Linked DNA regions of Oncorhynchus mykiss: region 2 is linked to region 1. A link is a contact called in public Hi-C data. All regions are on one chromosome and are shown on one strand. Each heading gives the region's core, a stretch centred on a gene start, on an enhancer-like site or on the middle of the called end of the contact. The rest is flanking DNA. Distances are from core to core; before and after follow the strand shown.

Region 1 (6,155 bases), core at 3,608-6,107:
TGTCAGGGTCTCAGGGGTCTCTCATAGCACTGCCGTTAAGACGCCCTCTTCAAAAGCGGCTAAACGCAAAATAATCTGGAGCACTCTTAATTGGATTAATTGTTGAGTGGAGCCTGTGTTATTAAAAAAATCACAAAAAACACAGGGGTTGGGGGGCGCAGTGGTGTGTGTGTGTGTGTGTGTGTGGGGGGGGGGGGGGGGGGTTGGGGGGCGCAGTGGTGTGTGTGTGTGTGGGGGGGGGGGGTGCTTAACACTATATCTCAGCTCTACACTAGCCCGCTGCAAAGACACACAAACTCTTTCAATCTCTCTCTCTCTCGCTCTCTCTCTCTCTCTCACACACAGACACACCACAACCACGTGACCCAACTCAGAAACAGTGCCAGGAACTAGGTACAAATTACCATGCTCGCTGATGGAGATAAGAACTAAACCCATTTTCAAAGCTTGAAATAGATGCCAGATCTTTTTGATGCCAGAAATTTGTGACTTCTCTCCATCAGCCTGGTCTCATAAACTGACGTAACACAGTAGATGTAAATATGGAGCACCAAATTAGAATAATATGTCATATTTGGTATGGTTGTGAGATTATGAGATTCAAACACATATGAGATTCAAACACACAACCTTTGGGTTGCTAGACGTTCGTGTCATACATTATTAACGTCATTTTTTTCATGAAATAACCTTCTTTCTTATGTAACCATACCAAATATAACATAGTATTCTATTTGGTGCTCCATATTTACATTTACCACTTTGCAACTAGTTAGCATGTTAGCTAAACATCAGCAACCATGGTAATTTGTACCTTGGGTCTGGCTCTGTTTCTGAGTTGGGTCACGTGTGTGTGTGTGTGTGTGTGTGTGTGTGTGTGTGTGTGTGTGTGTGTGTGTGTGTGTGTGTGTGTGTGTGTGTGTGTGTGTGTGTGTGTGTGTGAGTGAGTGAAGGAGAGTACCCTAACCCTAAGCCCTTAAAGCCTTAACCTTACTCTTAGCCCAAAGGTTGTGTGTTTGAATCATGGACAACTTTGCAGCTACTTACTACTTTTAGCTACTTTGCAACTACTTAGCATGTTAGCTAACCCTTCCCCTAACCTTAACCCTTTAACCTAATAACTAACCTTAACCCTAACTTGAATCTTAACCCTAACCCCTAGCTTAGCTAACATTAACGACCTAGCTAACCTAAGTGTTATCCACCTAGTCACCTAGCTAACGTTAGCCACAGTAAATGGGAATTTGCAACATATCATACATTAGAACATTTGTAACATATTGTACAAATTGCAATTCGTAAAATAACATTGGAATTGTAATTTGTAACAAATGCTACGAAATGGACAGCCACAAATGAATACAAAGCATACGAAACGTAATATCTCATACTAATTGGAGTGTCCCGGATTTACGTTTACTATGTTACGTCTACTTGCAGCACTTACTGTATATTCAAAGAAGTGAAAAGTGAAAATATGAAATATAAAGCAAAAACCATGAACAATTTAGTTATCTCTGAGCCACATCAAATAACATTTTATTTTCCCCTCTTCCTCGTTTTTTCATTCTACTCTGCCAAGTGGGTTATCTCTCCTTGAAGTAAAACCTTTATTCAGTTATCAATCCTTCAAAAAGAAAAATATAGACATTTGTGATGTGTTTTCACTTCCAGTGTTGCGTTACATTCACACCAGTGCTTTAGTAATTGGAGAGATGGGGCACATTTCATACCCCCCAGGCATAAAATACATGTTGAAGGCTTTTTTTTTCTCTCTGACAGACGACAACAAAACAATGTGGAGAAATGTCTTGAGACCTGGTAGGTCTGTGTTAATAATACTTCTCTTCTCTGTTGTCTTGTTCGACATATCGCAGCTCGAGATGGTCAAATGTAGTAATTTAGTGTGATGGACAGCTATTACAACCTAATAGTGTTTTTCCCAGGTTGGTAAAGGCAATGACATAGAAATATAATTATATATATATATATAATATATATATATATATTAATAATATAATGTAATTCTATTTCTATGGGTAACCATAGCAACATCTCCCCTCCTGCTTTGAACGATCCATGAGATATGTTGTTCCTTGTTGTTATCTTAAAGAATGTGTGTTGTAGCCTATCGCCTGTGTGAGACACACTAGTGAGTCCTGAAGTGCATCACTGAGGGCTGACACATGACGGCTAAGCCAGAGGTCACAGTGCAGCTGGTTAGTATTCATACGCCGAAGCAGAGGGACTAATTCCACAAAGGCAGAGAGACTAGGGAACCAATTGAATAGGGGCCAAGGTCAAATTCTCAGATTTAGGTGGGCACCACTCCAGTCGACAACAGCTGCCAAATTTAGAACATGACAGGGTTTCGTTTCAATTAAGGAACGACCCAGGTGGGCGGCTCCAATATGTGGGCTATTGATCATCTGAATTGAGTTAATCCTCAATGAACATGGAAAGGTCTGTCCAAAGATGGGGCAGGCTTGTTAAAATAACCTAGGCCTGTACTGAATATTGTCACGTTGATAAATGAATCCAAAGCGGACGCTGAGAGTTATTGTAACGTGCTGTTTGAGATTTAAACATCATGGTGCGTGTCTATTTTGGTTACATGACTAATAACTCAAAATCAAATCAAATCAAATGTTATTGGTCACGTACACATGCTTAGCAGATGTTATTGTGAGTGTAGCAAAATGCTTACGCTTCTAGATCCGACAGTGCAGCAGTATCTAACAGGTAATATCGGACAATTCCACAACCAAACCTAATATCTAGCAAATTCCACAACAAAACCTAATATCTAGCAAATTCCACAACAAAACCTAATACACACAATCTAGTAAAGGAATGGGAGGAGAATAAGTATAAAATATATGGATGAGCAGTGACAGAGCGGCTAAGATGCAATAGATAGTAAAGAATAGATAGTGAAGGATACAATATAAACATATGAGATGAGTAATGCGAGATATGTAAACATTCTTCAAGTATCATTATTAAAGTGACTTGTGTTCTATATATTAAAGTATCAAGTCTGTAGGTAGACAGCCGCCTCTCTGTGCTAATGGTGGCTGTTTAACAATCTGATGGCCTTGAGATTAAAGCTGTTTTTCAATCTCTCTGTCCCAGCTTTGATGCACCTGTACTGACCTCGCCTTCTGGATGGAAGCAGGGTGAACAGGTAGTGGCTCGGGTGGTTATTGTCCTTGATGATCTTTATTGCCTTCCTGTGACATCGGGTGTTGTAGGTGTACTGGAGGGCAGGTAGTTTGCCCCCGGTGATGCATTGTGCAGACCGCACCACCCTCTGGAGAACCCTGCGGTTGTGGGCGGTGCAGCTGCTGTACCAGACGGTGATACAGCCCGCCAGGATGCTCTCGATTGTGCACCTGTAAAAGTTTCTGAGGGTTTTCGTTGACAAGACACATTTTTTCAGCCTCCTGAGGTTGAAGAGGTGCTGTTGCGCCTTCTTCACCATACTGTCTGTGTGCGTGGACCATTTCAGATTGTCGGTGATATGTACGCCGAGGAACTTAAAACTTTCCACCTTCTCCACTTCTGTCCCATCGATGTGGATGCGGGGTGCTCCCTTTGCTGTTTTCTGAAGTCCACTATCATCTCTTTAGTTTTTCTGACGTTGAGTGAGAGTGAGAGACATTGAGTGACATTGAGTGAGTTACATGTCACATTGAGTGACATTGATATTTTCCTGACACCACACTCCGAGGTCCCTAACCTCCTCCCTGTAGGCTGTCTCTTCATAGTTGGTAATCAAGCCTACCACTGTTGTGTCATCTGCAAACGTGATGATTGAGTTGAAGGCGTGCATGGCCACAGAGTCGTGGGTGAACAGGGAGTACAGGAGGGGGCTGAGAACCCACCCTTGTGGGTCCCCAGTGTTGAGGATCAGCACTGGGATTGGCCCGTCAGGAAGTCCTGTAGTCAATGAACAGCATTCTTACATAGGTATTCCTCTTGTCCAGATGGGATTAGGCAGTGTGCAGTGTGATGGCGATGGCGTCGTCTGTGGACCTATTGGAGTGGTAAGCAAATTGGAATGGGCCTAGGGTGACAGGTAAGGTGGAGGTGATATGGTCCTTGACTAGTCTCTCAAAGCACTTCATGATGACAGAAGTGAGTGCTACGGGGCGATAGTCATTTACTTCAGTTACCTTAGCTTTCTTGGGAACAGGAACAATGGTGGCCATCTTGAAGCATGTGGGGACAGCAGACTGGGATAGGGACTGATAAAATATGTCTGTAAAAGTCAACCATTGGTTTCTATCATATCACTCTTGAAGATGCGAGGAGAGGTGCGGGGGTACACCATAACATTGAATATAATTATCTCCATCAAATTGAAAAATTAATCATTACATAAGTGTTGACAGGGAGAACTTCCCCATGTTCCTTTACCTCCAACTGGTCTTTATATGCCAAAAACTAGTTAGCCATCTATGAAAAGCTTTCTGAACCCTCATCTATCAATGTGCCCTTCAGCAAGGCACTTAACCCTAAGTTAAGTCTTTAAATTGCTCTGGAGAATAGCCTCTGCTAAATGACCAAAGTGTAAATTTAAACGTAATAATGTTTAATTTGCAATGTTTCCAAAGTCTCCTATGCTTTTGATTTCTCCGCAACTACTGAAATATACTTTTTAGAGCCCCATACAACCTGTGTATGAAATCTGTAAATTCACTTTCTCTGTACTGTCCACAATTGGTTCTAATCGCTGTAGATCACCTACTGGCACTTCACCGCCCTCATGGTGCAGTACCTTGTTCTTATTGGTGATATCACCAGTCCCTTGAAGGCGCTTTTGACCAATAGGCGAAGAGGGGACGCAAGCTTTTGGCGAATACTCGCTGCAGTTAACAGTGGTGGATCGGAACGTCCCTGAGCGCGGAGTAGAGGAGAGTACACGGCGATACAGTCTTTGGGAGAAGATAGTGCTTATTTTCCCCCTCTCTCAGCTCTAACAACAAATTAAATCCGATTTTGGTTCAGAGGGTCGTCTAACTACAGCAATCGAAACGTGGGAGGAACAAAGGATTTGATCTTTCAAGTTTTTCTTTAGCATTTGTTTTCTTTTCATAAAACAGGATTCTGTTGGAGGCTCGCTCGCACTCTAGACGCAAAGATGATGGTTGGAGAGATCGAGGTGAAGGAGAGACCGAGGCCGAGTCCTGACTATTTGATGCAATTGTTAAACGAAAAGAAGCTGATGACCAGTTTGCCAAATCTGTGCGGTATCTTTACACACCTTGACCGGCTTCTCGATGAAGGTAAAAGGCCGTGGAGAAATGGGGTAGTTGGGAGGGAAGGAGTGACTACGGCGCTGTCCCTAGGGCTCGGTGGGCATGCTTGCTGCATAGGGGAGCGCATGCATGGTAGCTACCTAGCTAACATAGCTAACGAGCTACATTATCGCACTGGGCAACACAACTTCTTCTTTTAACTTTACAAAGTGAGAACTGCGAGGAAATGAAACTCTTGCACCATCCAACAAGGATATTTATTCCCTACCACAAAACCTCAAGGATGTATTTGTAGTTAACATGTCCTGTTGTTCTCTGATTTGAGGACGAAGTGAAAAGTTATTTTTTTTGTAGGGGTTTTTGCCTGCTAACTAGCTAACTTAGCCAGGACCGATAAACTAGTTAAGTTAGTATGCGTCCCAGTTCCAGGAAGAAACTGTTTGATAGCCAGACTTCTACATTTCAGCTGTAGTCTTGTCTTTAGCCTACCTCGTATTATGTAAGTGAATGTGATAGTTTGTTCTATAGAGGATGTATTGTTGCCAGGATGCAGGTTCCATCTAATTCAACGGAGTAGGATTGGTAGTTAAGTACTATAACCATGTTGTAATCAAAACATGAAGCTTCATAACAAGTACAGCAATATATCTGTCTGTATTCAGTCCTAAGCAGCTCGTTTCCATAACATACAGTATTTGCTTATCAGAATCTGGTGGAATTGCACAACATCGGAATGTGCCCCGGCTGTTGCCTTTCGGGGTTTGAAACAATGGGCAGTGGAGTTGTTTGCCTTGCAAAGATAACCAGCGTTGTGCAGTTAAATGACGCTCTAAAACATACGTTGGGTGCGGAAGAAATATCCCCGATGATTAGGCAGGAATTGTGTATCTT
Region 2 (6,811 bases), core at 2,925-5,424, 140 kb after region 1:
CAACAAAAACTTTGGGATCCAATTTAGAATGAAGATATTAGCTTCTATTAGTTGCTTTGTAATCCGACTCGATTCACAGCCAGCGCCTACTAATGTCTGTTCTGTTTCACTTTTTTCCTCTTTGCTTCTTTTCCTCACTAATTTGAGGTGTTCAGACTGACACATGAGCCGAGATGAGCTGTTATTAATCTCTTTTTTTTGTGATTATACTTTAACCCACTGGGTGTTTGTTGCCTCCGCAATTTCAAAGTATCTCTGCACAAACAACTTCGGCTTTAACAATCTTAATTCCTTAGTTTCCACAAACAAGCGAGTAAAGCGCATAATATTTAGACTTTCGCCGCTGTCTGAAAATTAACAAGTCTTCCCTGTCTGATGATCATGGGTGCGTTTCTGTGACACTTCACTTTAGACAAGCAATGAAGAAAAAAATAGATATCAATGGGAGTTTGTCAATCCAAACTTTGGCATATTTCCATCTGGAGCAATGTTTAAGAAATACTTGTTGGGTCTTCTAACCTTTCTTATATATTTATGTAGTTAATTGTAATTCAAATTAAATAAAAAAACAATTATCTGTGCCAAAAATGACCTTAACTGGAACCTGCCTTTTAGAAATAGGTGTCTTTATGCTGTCTGAAGTGTAAGTGTTGCCTTTACTTTTCTGTTGGCTCGTTTCCCCAGTTCAGCTGATGACAAGAATATGAAGTGGCAAGTTATTTGTCTGGTGTTGCAATGCATTACAAACCCTGCCTGCAAGATTGCATCTGGAAATAATAAGTGCCTTTTTGTGAGAGATTTTGAAAAATGTATATATTGTGCCAATTACTGGTATCTCTCACTTGCCATTTTTGTTGAGCACTAAAAAATGAAATTCTTTAGCTATTCCTGCACACTGTAGATGGATCGTTTTTTTTTTATTTTGCTAAACTAGAATATTTGTAGAAATATATATATTTTGGTTTAAAAAAAAATATTGCGCCTTCCATTTGTGGTATGTAATTGGACCACATTATGCATATAATAGCAGGGAAGCAGTCCTATGTGGTCTGAATGAATGTCTCGTGTTAGTCCTGAACTGTGTTACTACTTACTACCTTACCCCTGTATTGTCAACAAGTATATTTCTGAAAACATTCCTCAAACGTAAGCCACATTATGACCGCTGGTTAACCCATTAACGTGGTCTCAATGACGTAGCACTCAGAGTTAACGGGTAATGATACCAACAATTGGAATAATGATTGAAACCCCATTGGATTTTTTTCTTTACGTTTATTTTTTGTTTATCATCTGTGTGTTGAAAAAAAATCATTTAAAAAACGTTTCTCGGTGATCTGCTATTGAAGTTCCTGATGCATGTAGGGGTGCACTACATCTGAGAATTGTTGTGGAGTTGTAAGGTTTTATGTGATGCTGTTTTGTTTTTATAGAGGACTAGAATAGGATTCTGAGTAGGATATAAAACGATGTATTGTCAATTATGTTGCTCACACCAAAAAAGGAAAATGTCATGTACAATAAAGAACCACATTTACAAGTGGCCTGTTGACTGCTCTGCTTGGCCTTGTCTGGCGTCTCTCTGCTCTGATGATGTCGTCTATTTGGAAATCTAGGATGCCAGCATTTCAAGGTACGTTTAGCACAAAGGAACACAGGAAATGACATACAAATGTACATCAAAATGCTAATGGAAATGGATGTTTACATATAAAAGGATCAGAACTTTATTCTCCTTTCCATAGCTGGCATTTTAAGGTCAAATCAATCAAACATCCATCCCGACCGGGGTGCTTTTGTCATTTGAGGTGACTTTTGCCTCCTTATGGTGCGACTTGAATGGCTTTTTTTTTTAAACTCAGTTTTTCATAATTCCTGACATTTAGTCCTAGTAAAAATCAGTCAGTTAGGATCACCACTTTATTTTAAGAATATGAATGTCAGAATAATAGTAGAGATAATGATTTATTTCAGATTGTATTTCTTTCATCACATTCCCAGTGAGTCAGAAGTTTACATACACTCAATTTGTATTTGGTAGCATTGCCTTTAAATTGTTTAACTTGGGTCAAACGTTTCGGATAGCCTTCCACAAGCTTCCCACAATAAGTTGGGGGAAATTTGTCCCATTCCTCCTGACAGAGCAGGTGTAACTGAGTCAGGTTTGTAGGTTTCCTTGCTCGCCACACTTTTTCAGTTCTGCCCACAAATGTTCTATGGGATTGAGGTCAGGGCTTTGTGATGGCCACTCCAATACCTTGACTTTGTTGTCCTTAAGCCATTTTGCCACAACTTTGGAAGCATGCTTGGGGTCATTGTCCATTTGGAAGACCAAGCTTTAACTTCCTGACTGATGTCTTGGGATGTTGCTTCAATATATCCACACAATTTTCCCACCTCATGATGACATCTATTTTGTGAAGTGCACCAGTCCCTCCTGCAGCAAAGCACCCCCACAACATGAGGCTTGCAAGTCTCCCTCTTTTTCCTCCAAACATAACGATGATCTTCATGGCCAACCTGTTCTATTTTTTTTTTCATCAGACTAGAAGACGTTTCTCAAAAAATCTTGGGGACAATCTTTGTCCCCATGTGCAGTTGCAAACCACAGTCTGTCTTTTTTATGGCGGTTTTGGAGCAGTGGCTTCTTCCTTGCTGAGCGGCCTTTCAGGTTATGTCGATATAGGACTTGAGTTTGAAGGTAGGTCTTGAAATACATCCACAGGTACACCTCCAATTGACTCAAATTATGTCAATTAGCCTATCAGAAACTTCTAAAGCCATGACATTTTCTGGAATTTTCCAAGCTGTTTAAAGGCACAGTCAACTTAGTATATGTAAACTTCTGACCCACTGGAATTGTGATACAGTGAATCTGTAAACAATTGTTGGAAAAATGACCTGTGTCATGCACAAAGTAGATGTCCTAACCGACTTGCCAAAACTATAGTTTGTTAACAAGAAATGTGTGGAGTGGTTGAAAAACGAGTTGTAATGACTCCAACCTAAGTGGATGTAAACTAGTTTTAATGACTCCAACCTAAGTGTATGTAAACTAGTTTTAATGACTCCAACCTAAGTGTATGTAAACTTCCGACTTCAAATGTATACTCATAATCCTGATCCGTTCTTCCAGTAGTAGTAAGCCAGTAGTAACTACTATTAATATTAATGCATTGTCGGAACTAGAAGAACAAGCATTTCGCTACACTCTCATTAACATCTGCTAACCATGTGTATGTGACCAATAAAAATTTGATTTGAGTAAGCAAGTACAACACAACTGCATTTCCAATAATACATATGTTTATAGGTTGTAAATTCCATGTGGCTCAGTGAGTGGAGCATGGCGGTTGCAACACCAGAATAAGGGGTTTGATCACCAATACATATACGCTCATCAGCACAGAAATCGATGCTCTTGCCAAGACCACGGACAGCGTCGCATCCCATGAATACCACTTGCTACTGATTGAGACGTGTTGGATTAGAAACGCATCGTGAGCCTTTGGAGTTCAGGACGTTCATTTCTAACTCCCTGGTTCTCTACGGTAGAGGAAGCTGGTGGGAGGAGCTATGGAGGACGGGCTCATTATAATGTCTGGAATGGAATAAAATGGAACGGTATCAGACATTTGGAAGCCACATGTTTGACTCCGTTACGTCTTTTCCATTACAACAAACCCGTCCTCCTATTGCTCCTCCCACCAGCCTCCACTGCTCTACAGATAATTAACGCATCTTTGTGTGGAGCGCCACTTGATTGAACAGTGAGCCAGTTAAGTTCGTTGACATATTAGAATTGGTGTATGTCTCAATGGGTCTGCTGATTACTCATTACTATGTGCTAGCAGCTCTCCTGCTTGTCATGCTGTTAGCAGCCTAGTATTATTGCAACAACAAAACAGTTCTTTAGAGGCCACTCAATTGGACAAATGGACGATGGGAAGTTAAGTATGATCTCTCTCCTCTCTGTGTGTAGAACTTGATGGAGATGCAGCTGTTGAATAGGATTGTGGGGGGTTGTCTGAGGGCTTGACGTTTACATGTATGTGTCTTGCAAGAGGGGGCGATGGAGAGGAGGAATGGTTGGTTGCAGGTAAGATTCAGCAAAGAATCAGTTGTGGGGCCAGCTGGGAGTACAATCAGAGGGAAGGGGATCGAGTGGAAGCGTTGCCTCATGAGTGACCAATGTTCCTGGAATGAATGTGGGGCATTCATCAGGAGTGTGTGTGTGTGTGTGTGTGTTTTCAGAGTAAACAAAATTGAGTTTAAAGTCCAGCTAGGATTAAGCGCCATGTTACTGAGAAAACAGGCTAAATCCATTTGAGTTTCATATTCACACAGAATTGTGTAGGCTTGTAGCATGACTTTTGTATAATGTGATATCATCTAGCTATGGTAGTCGACCTCTCTTATCAATCCCATGCGTTTGTCCCATAAAGTACCACAGTGATGGTTAAAGTAGACAAAGGCCATTGTCATTTTTCAGATAAGATCACGATTTTCATCAACTTTAACTGTCCAAACTCATTATTTCTGAATGACACATCACTGATGCAATTTGTAACACTTCATACATATTTACATTTTTACAGTTAACAGCACCGACTTACTGGGTTTTGTGTTTGGTGAACATTTTGGTTTTGCTCTTAGCACTACACAGCTGATTCAAATAACCAACTCATTAAGCTTTGATTATTTGAATCGACTGTGTAGTGCTTCGGCAAAAAGAAATCAAGACGTGCACCCAGGACCAAGTTGAGGAAATCCCTGGTGTAGGTGGTAGTCGCCTGACCTTTATACTGCTTGTCTACACAGTAGCTGAATGGCTGATCTCTGTGTGAGAAAGAGAGGAAATGAAAAAGCTGACCCAATTTAATACACCTGTCTCCGTGCACTCTGCCCCTTCTCTCACTTCTCTCTTCTCTCACCTCCACAGCAGTCCAAAGGTAGGTAGTGTGATTCCACATGGAATATGATCATTACCGTGAACATTCATTGTCATATTGATCAACAAAATCACACATGCATTTGTTGTGAAGTTGATACCAATTTCACTTATAATGTAATATTTACTCAACATTTCTCACCAAGATTGAGCACCCCACAATCAGGTGAACGGGGGCGGCAGGTAGCCTAGTGGTTAGAGCGTTGAGCCAGTAAGAGTTTGTTCTTAACTGACTTGCCTAGGATGAGGTGGGGTGTAATGGTGAAGAAAGTGTGCCGGTAATCTGTTTTTCCCACAATCCAACACTGTCACCCCCCTCCACGGGAGAAGACAAATGACTACATTGTCCCTGGATGTTTCTCTTTGGCTGTAATTAATCTCAGTGCGGAGGGTGTAAACATTAAGAAGGACATGCTTTTGTCTCCGATTCATCTTTTCTGTCAGATTTACATCCCTTGCTAAATCTGGGCGTGGCACGGCGGGGTCCCTCCCCCTGAGTCACAGCTGCAGTCAGCAGAGAGACAAACGATGACAACACGGAGGAGAGATCAGACAATAACGTCGCTAACACCCAATAACAGACAGAAACAACCCATCCCATCGCTTTTCAGCTTGACGAGGCCATAAGATAGGCTAGACAGAACAAGTTAGGGCATGACTCGAATGATACCGTCCATGTCCGAATACCAATACTTCAGCCTGGGCAGCCTCTAGTGGGCGCTATGGATCTCATCTGGGCTTAACGTGCCCAGACTTTATTCTGCCTTCTCGCCATTAAATCGAGTTCAGGAGGAAATCGAAGCCTTTCCATCCTGAATGAAGATTGTTTTAAGTAGGAACTGGTTGCCGGGGGGACACAAGTGTATTAGCGGCTGGGACCAATAAGTCTAGACAGTAGTGGAGATGCATATGGCCCACTAGCACCTTCCCAGACATCCATACTTGCGTTCTAAATAATAGGCTGATTACGCATGTGAAAATATAAAATTTTATTGTGTGTGAAATGTTGTATGCTTTAAATGCCAGGATGTCATACTGGTTTCAACTTTTTATGTAGTAGAATTCGCTGCACTATTGAAGAAGAGAGCAGCATACCACCCTGCATGCCACTGCTGGCTTGCCTCGGAAGTTAAGCAGGGTTGGTCTTTGTCAGTACCTGAATGGGAGACCAGATGCTGCTGGAGGGCCAGTAGGAGGCACTATTTCCTCTGGTCTAAAAAAATATATCCCAATGCCCCAGGGCAGTGATTGGGGACATTGTCCTGTGTAGGGTGCTGTCTTTTTGGATGGGATTTTAAATGGGTGTCCTGACTCTCTGGTTACTCTTTTGTTTATTTATTTTACCTTTATTTAACCAGGTAGGCTAGTTGAGAACAAGTTCTCATTTACAACTGCGACCTAGCCAAGATAAAGCATAGCAGTGTGAACAGACAACAACACAGTTACACATGGAGTAAACAATAAACAAGTCAATAACACAGTAGGAAAAAAAGAGTCTATATACATTGTGTGCAAAAGGCATGAGGAGGTAGGCAATAAATAGGCCATAGGAGCGAATAATTACAATTTAGCAGAATTAACACTGGAGTGATAAATGATCAGATGATGATGTGCAAGTAGAGATACTGGTGTGTAAAAAGAGCAAAAAAGTAAATAAATAAAAACAGTATGGGGATGAGGTAGGTAGATTGGGTGGGCTATTTACAGATGGACTATGTACAGCTGCAGCGATCGGTTAGCTGCTCAGATAGCAGATGTTTAAAGTTGGTGAGGGAAATAAGTCTCCAACTTCAGCGATTTTTGCAATTCGTTCCAGTCACAGGCAGCAGAGAACTGGAAGGAAAGGCACCTAAATGAGGT

What was found. A called contact is a pair of places that touch in the nucleus more often than the background predicts.
Region 2: a Hi-C map of liver shows a contact between it and region 1, with 2.7 times the contacts expected there. The contact joins the enhancer-like site here to the promoter of LOC110498155 in region 1. A contact is called at or near these places in 2 of 3 Hi-C or Micro-C datasets (blood and liver).

The regions. Positions count from the first base shown.
Region 1 is chr19:56,439,666-56,445,820 of USDA_OmykA_1.1, forward strand. LOC110498155 (protein quaking-A) reads left to right here and starts at 4,858. Exons shown (of 8, transcript XM_036955126.1): 1 at 4,858-5,291. The coding sequence starts at 5,147.
Region 2 is chr19:56,583,122-56,589,932 of USDA_OmykA_1.1, forward strand. It overlaps LOC110498155 (protein quaking-A), which reads left to right. Exons shown (of 8, transcript XM_036955126.1): 8 at 1-1,557. Among protein-coding and RNA genes, the nearest start is that of LOC118941494, 52 kb to the left of the region's middle. Within about 2 kb of position 4,175, at least 2 of the 11 cell types and tissues checked have an H3K27ac peak or open chromatin away from gene starts, as enhancers often do. A contact at or near this core is called in liver, where this site is marked.